2 separate regions of the Danio rerio genome follow, and region 1 is linked to region 2. A link is a contact called in public HiChIP or PLAC-seq data. All regions are on one chromosome and are shown on one strand. Each heading gives the region's core, a stretch centred on a gene start, on an enhancer-like site or on the middle of the called end of the contact. The rest is flanking DNA. Distances are from core to core; before and after follow the strand shown. Region 1 holds the start of ccdc92ba (coiled-coil domain containing 92Ba). Region 2 holds the start of mnta (MAX network transcriptional repressor a).

Region 1 (3,607 bases), core at 673-3,172, 190 kb after region 2:
TTCCTAAACGTATCCTTATTGTGCAACAAATGTAAACATTTTGAAGATACCACTGACTCACATATTCTGGTCATGCCATAAAATTAGTTCATTTAGGCAAAAAAAAAAATTATTTTATATCTGAAGTATACAGGACTGATCTGTCACCAGAGCCAAAACTAGGCATTTCTGGAGACACCTCAGAAATAGGAGATACATATATATCTCAGGCAGTATCTTTGTGTTTAATTTTAGCAAAGAAAATAGTTGTACAAAATTGGAAGTCGGATCACGTGCCTGTCTTTGAAACCTGGATTATGAGCTTAAGTTATGCATTTCCCATGGAAGAAATGCGATATGGGATGGCAAACAAACAAACTAAACATATTTTTTTTATCTGGAACCCAATTATATTTTATATCAATGCTGACTTTTAACTGATTATAGGTGGGATTGGTTTGACATGTTGAGTTGTGAAGCCTACACATTTTTCTGTAAATTATTTAATTTTTATATTTAATTCTATTTTTTTCTCTTATGCTTTCTGGATGTTGTTGTATTATGTTATGTTGTATACTGTTTGTGTATTGTGAAATTGCACCCCTTTTTTAGTTCTGTTTATGTTATTGTTTATTTTCTTATGATAAAAACAATAAAAACAATTAAAAAACTAAAACTCGCCCATGGACAAATAAATGAAATACTGCCCCTCAGTGGGCCCCGCAAAGGGTCCAATCTCACTGCACACACCCATAACAATTTGGTCATGGGCCCCATAAATGAATATACAGTAGATCAGAAATTATTTTTAAACCTTCCAATTTAGTTTAAATAAAAATATATCAGAGTAATATACAGTACATAGTTCATTACACTCTCAATATTGTAATGATTTTATATAATTAATGCTTATTTAAATATTTTTATGTCAATGTCACAAGTGCTATTTAATGCTATTTCCTTTAATAATATATTTACTCAATCGAGAACATATTTTATTAAATTCTTTAAATGCACATATTTAAATGAACGGTAAACCAACAACAACAGAACATGTCTTCATAAAGCTAAACTGCTCCTTAAAAGATCAATTCTGGTCTGCTTTGTCTGACCCTTAAATGACTCATGGTTAAGTCATGTTGATTCATCTTATTTTTCACTTGAATAAAGTTACATTATAAAATAGCAAAAATTGAATACTATATAATAAAAAAGATATATATATATATATATATATATATATATATATATATATATATATATATATATATATATATATATATATATATAAAGACATTTAGAACTGGAACAATTAGATTCACGTGTAGCCTAATGTAAAATGAAACTTCTGAGCGTTTTTTTTCCTGCTTATTAATCTATAAACATCGGGATTATTATAAACTGCCTGCAAAAACATAACACAGTAACACAGCTAACTTACACCCCACTGTAAAATATTGAAATATCAATGATGAGCTGCAGCTAGCCGTTTCCTATAGGCTATTATAGTCAATTAAGCTAAAGACAAGACTGCGCACAATGTAATCCAGCACTCACCGTGTTCTCCATTCTTAAATCACTATCCAGCAGACGAGGCGTTATAATAATGAGAATGAACGGACTCCTTCACTTCCACATCTCTGCCCTTCAACCAAGCGACCCATGAACACATAGGATGACGACATCTTTAAGGAAGATCAATACAAGCGAGACTTAAACAAGGATCTGCCCCGGCTGAGCTTTGACGTGAAAGACCAATTGTCAATCCTTCGTTATTTCGGCAAATGTACAGTTGCTTTATCCGACAATGTCACGATCAATTCAAGCGTTTAGCTGGCATACGCGTGCCCGTGTGTCCTGCGTCTGCCGAACAGCATCATCATCATCTTCATCGCGATGACAGACAGGAAGAGGCTCCTTCAGGACCAAAACGATGATGCAACTGATGGAGGAAACACAACTCTCTCTCTCTCTCTCTCTCTCTCTCTGCTGCAGATTCTGGCTCATGCGCGCGGCTGGTGACCCTCGTCCCTCATGCTGTTGTCGTGCACGATAAGTTAAGATATTAATATGTAGGTCATTGTAATTGTCCAGCTAAATTACTGAATTACTGTGGAAAGTACAGCGGAATTATTCAGAAGCTACAGTAGCTCTAGCTTTGACACCTGACTGGGAAAGCGTTAAGTGTGTTGCTTAGCCTATAAAACTAGCATAACAATAAATGTAGCAGTTTGTGTACCATACCCTATTGTTGGATAATAAACTACTTGATTTTGAAGGAAAAGTTTACCCAAAAATTACAATTTTGTCATCATACTTATCATTTACTAGTTCCAAATTTTGACTTTCTTCCGTTGAAAAAAAAGAAGATATATTTGAAGAATATGGATGTCAATGGTTACAGGTTTTCAGCTTTCTTCGAAATATCTTTTGTGTTCAATATGAGAAAGAAACTCACAAGGAGGTTTTTTTGCATAATCTATATACAATAGTTAAATAGAATTTGCATCGTCTTTAAAATGTATGTTTTATTGTTTGTTAAACAGACTGTTTAAAGATCTTTATCAAAACTGTACATAGATGTTTTCCAGAACATCTTTCATATGGCTTGCAGAATGATGAAAGCTACAGTATAGGCTGTATAATGTTAGAGATAGATATATTTCAGATTCAAATAATATTTTCATGGCGTCATGGTGGCACAATGGGTAGCACGATCGCCTCTCAGCAAGAAGGTCACTGATTCGAGCCCAGGCTGGGTGAGTTGGCTTTTCTGTGTGGAGCTTGCATGTTTGCGAGGGTTTGCTACGGATGCTCCGGTTTCCCGCACAGTCCAAAGCCACTCATTATTGGGGAATTGACTAAGCTAAATTGGCCATAGTATATGTGTGTGAATGCAAGAGTGTATGGGTGTTTCCCAGTGTTGGGTTGCGGCTGGAAGGGCATCCGCTACGTAAAACCTATGCTGGGTAAGTTGGCGGTTCATTCCGCTGTGGTGACCCTGATGAATAAAGAGACTGAGCCAAAGAGAAAATGAATGAATGAATATTTTAATAGGCAAAAAACAGAAACCTTGGTGTTGATTTTATTTTCAGCAGTAATATGAGCATTTTCCATCCCATATGCCATTCCAGACTGGCTATTGTTCAAATCTGCAACACACTTTTACTTCTTTTGTAATTATTTTAATTCATGTGCCAGTTGTCAGCAGCTATTCTTAGGCCTGCCTTATTTTAGAAAAGCAACCATTATGTTCTAAAGAAAGAAAGAAATGACAATAATTAACACCTCACGAAGAGTTTTACCACAATTGCTTTTCTGAAATAAGACATCCTTGATGACTGCCGCAGCACCAGGCTCTGCATTTAGTACTTCTGTTACTCGTTATCATTTGTGGACTCCAAACCAATACAAATTGTGCACTTCTTCCATAATGCAATTGTTTGATAGATATGTGTACAATATGGTAGTGTTTCTCAACCATGTTCCTGGAAGACCACCAACATTGCACGTTTTGCATGTCTCCTTCGTCTGTCACACCCATTACAGGTCTTCTGCTAATGAGCTGATGATCTGAATCAGGTGTGTTTGGTTAAGAAGACATTAAAATGGGCAGAGTTGGTGGTCC
Region 2 (3,136 bases), core at 111-2,610:
ATACCTGGAATTGCATAAGGCCTTCAAAACAACCAAATCCAACGCTGAGACTTCAATAAAAACTAGATCGATTTAATATTCAATATTCTCATTATTTTACAATCAGTTACCAAAATGTATTCTGCCTTTTATTTGCATATTTTCGACGATTAACTAATAAAACGTCTAAATTTTGTGATTGCACGATCACCCCTAAATACACAAATATGTGAATACTACATTTTTAGAGACCAACACGATGATCCCAAGCCGGAGGAGTGCGTTATATAACTGCAGAACATTTTGGAAAAGCAGGCAGGGGGTTACTGTCCTACTTTCTCTTTGGTTGTAAAGCCCCTCCCGCACAGAGCAGCGCCTGCCGCGCACATGGAACATCGGGGGAGGGGTTCTGTCCACGCGGATCGCAGAGGAGGGCGTGAATACACCAGACACGTCAACTGGGCGTGACAAAGCGGACACGTCACCGAGCCTCTACAGAAAGCGCCAGCGAACGCACGCAGCGCGGGAGCGAAAACAATAGTGAGAAATGCATAAAAACGTAAACTATTGCACTGAAGAACAACATGTGGAAAGTAATCACAACATTGGGTCAATTACTGCCTACAAAGGGGAAGCGAATGAAAGCTGCGTAATGTGATCCCCTAATCATTATATAAAGCGCAACTGGCACTCGCGCACGTACTTGTAAGCCACCGCCCTTAAAAGCAAGCAGGTATGTTTTCCTACATGAACACTGCGTTGAATGAAGTGATCGACCGTGAACTATCTCAACAATTAAAGCAAGAAACACACATTCTCCTCCTTTTAACACACAACTGTCGCTATGCGGAAAACGCCGGCTTACAACTGACACACAGCAAGTACGCGTAGGAAGATTACATTGCAGTTTTGCAGACTCTGTTGTTTTTAGGAGGATATTATAACGTTAATGTTGAATGTCACGCACAGCACGCAGCCCTGCTTTTACGCGGACTGTGGCAAACCGTGCAACAATGTCTCGCATTAACCTGCTACAACATTATACAGCAATACTGATACATTAAAGTGACTCTCTGTCTGTCACAAAGGTTTATGTGCTCAAATTTTTCATTTCTTACCACGTGCTTTCTGTTGTTGCAGGGCTTGCAATTCCAAAAACTTCGCCGCCTCTAAAAGCGTCTCGATACTCATCTCGGTTTTGTTTTATGGTCCAAGAAACGATTGGAGAAATGAATCAGCTCTCTGGATTCAAACGCTTCAGTTCGGGACCCAATCTTCTCGTCTGTTTAATAAAATAATAATAAAATAAAAGGAAAGACGTGACTGGATCCCCCGTGAAGTCACACTCTTCCACGCACGTAGAGGAGTCACAACAAGATGGCGGGTTATTCAGTCAACATATCGGGCCATTGTACAGACAGCTCGGCCACGCCCCCTGCTTCAGTGACCCCGCCCTACACATGCTGGGCTTTCAAAACACGGACATGGATATTTCTTATCAACGCGTTTATTCGACGAATTACACGAAAACTAAACATTGAATACAATCAGTGACTTGTATACTAATGTATTACACATATGTTGGCTAAAAGGACGAAAGCGGACCGCCCTAAAATAGAAATGTCAAATCCAGGTTTTGCGCAATACACCTACACACACCACGCCTCTGCGTCATTAATAAAACATGAGCTCAAAGCAGCCAATAGGAAAGCAGACACACAAGGCATGGTATCTGCTCACATGGGTGTCATTCTGCGCGTCTCGCACGCCAACAACTGAGAACGAAAACGCAACCTGCAGACCGACCCGATGACGTGCTGTTTGTGATGCAGCCACGATTCAAACACACTGCGAGTATCGATTAACAGTCTGCTGTGAACAACTTCTACAACAGATAAACAACACAACAGTAGTAGAAAACATTAGGATTTAAATATCTGCCTATGAAGCAATGGACATATTCAGATACAGTTATGAAATTGTTGATTTGGAATGGATCCATATATTAAAATATAATTTGTATGTATTGAGTCTGCAAATTACAGCAAAAAGGTACATTTTGATCATTTGTTTTTACTATTTAAATATTGTTTTCTATCTAAATATACTTTATTTAAGCCCATAGCCAGCCTATTAAAAGGGGTGGTTCTTTTTTCTCAAAAAGTGGACCTTATGCAGTTAATTGAGGTTCAAATACTGCATTTAGTCGCATTTTAAGCACTAATTTGTGCTGGATTAGCTTTATCATTTCCACACTTTTTAATGCAAAAAATACTTTTCACATTTTTGTCAAAGTGCTTATCATATTATTTTTTTTCTTTTACAAAATGTGTTTATTTACATACGTGCATTTAAACTATGTTATATTACTAAGTTACAATGTTATATTACTAACATATAATGTAATAAGGTTAGAATTTTAGAAATATGAAAAATACTTTTTTTTGCATGCAAATTTGTCATGCATCAGAAAATGTGAATCTGTTAAAACTTAAAAAAAAATAAAAATAAAAATAAATTAGCCAATAAGCAAATAACAAACTGGCCAGCTCATTTTCTCAGTCTGAATTTGTCTATTTAAATAATAAAAGCCTTCTTTTATTGGTTATTTTCACAATTTATGATGGCATACTGTCAAAAATGGGACAAATGAGCTCATTCAGGGGCCAAATTTTGGACTTTGTCAGAGAAGGGGTGGGTCTTTAGAATGGAATTTACACACACACACACACACTATGCATCTTTTTTTGCCTTTCACTACTACTAAATTCTTAGATCAGAAATAAATCCAGCATATTGACACTGGTCTGTCATTTTTAGCAATATACAGGGCTTCACTCTGCAGTCTTGTTTTCACTGGAGATCCTATCAAAGTAGCACAGACTGTGCTGCCATGAAACATGCACTGACTGAATAAAGGCAAAGTCATGTGACCGTATCTATGGTGACCACTGAGACAGTGAACTGCAGGACAGTAGGGAGTCTTCAAGAGGAGAGAGAAAGAGAAACAGATTGAGAACACATACCATTATCAATGTTGAAGAGCATTCATTTATATATATATATATATATATATATATATATATATATATATATATATATATATATATATATATATATATATATATATATATATATATATATATATAGCATGGGC

The links. HiChIP or PLAC-seq counts read pairs in DNA pulled down with a chosen protein or histone mark.
Region 1: an H3K4me3 HiChIP or PLAC-seq map of gastrula embryo shows a contact between it and region 2, with 4 times the contacts expected there. The contact joins the promoter of ccdc92ba here to the promoter of mnta in region 2. A contact is called at or near these places in 3 of 18 Hi-C or Micro-C datasets (caudal fin, embryo and an unstated tissue) and 2 of 4 datasets of contacts at active chromatin or transcription factors (embryo and gastrula embryo).

The regions. Positions count from the first base shown.
Region 1 is chr15:27,866,479-27,870,085 of GRCz12tu, forward strand. ccdc92ba (coiled-coil domain containing 92Ba) reads right to left here and starts at 1,923. Exons shown (of 5, transcript XM_005157622.6): 1 at 1,537-1,923. The coding sequence starts at 1,548. LOC141377847 (a long non-coding RNA gene) reads left to right here and starts at 1,964. Exons shown (of 2, transcript XR_012390870.1): 1 at 1,964-3,607.
Region 2 is chr15:27,680,440-27,683,575 of GRCz12tu, forward strand. It overlaps mnta (MAX network transcriptional repressor a), which reads right to left and starts at 1,361. Exons shown (of 6, transcript XM_009291752.5): 1 at 1,098-1,361. The coding sequence starts at 1,170.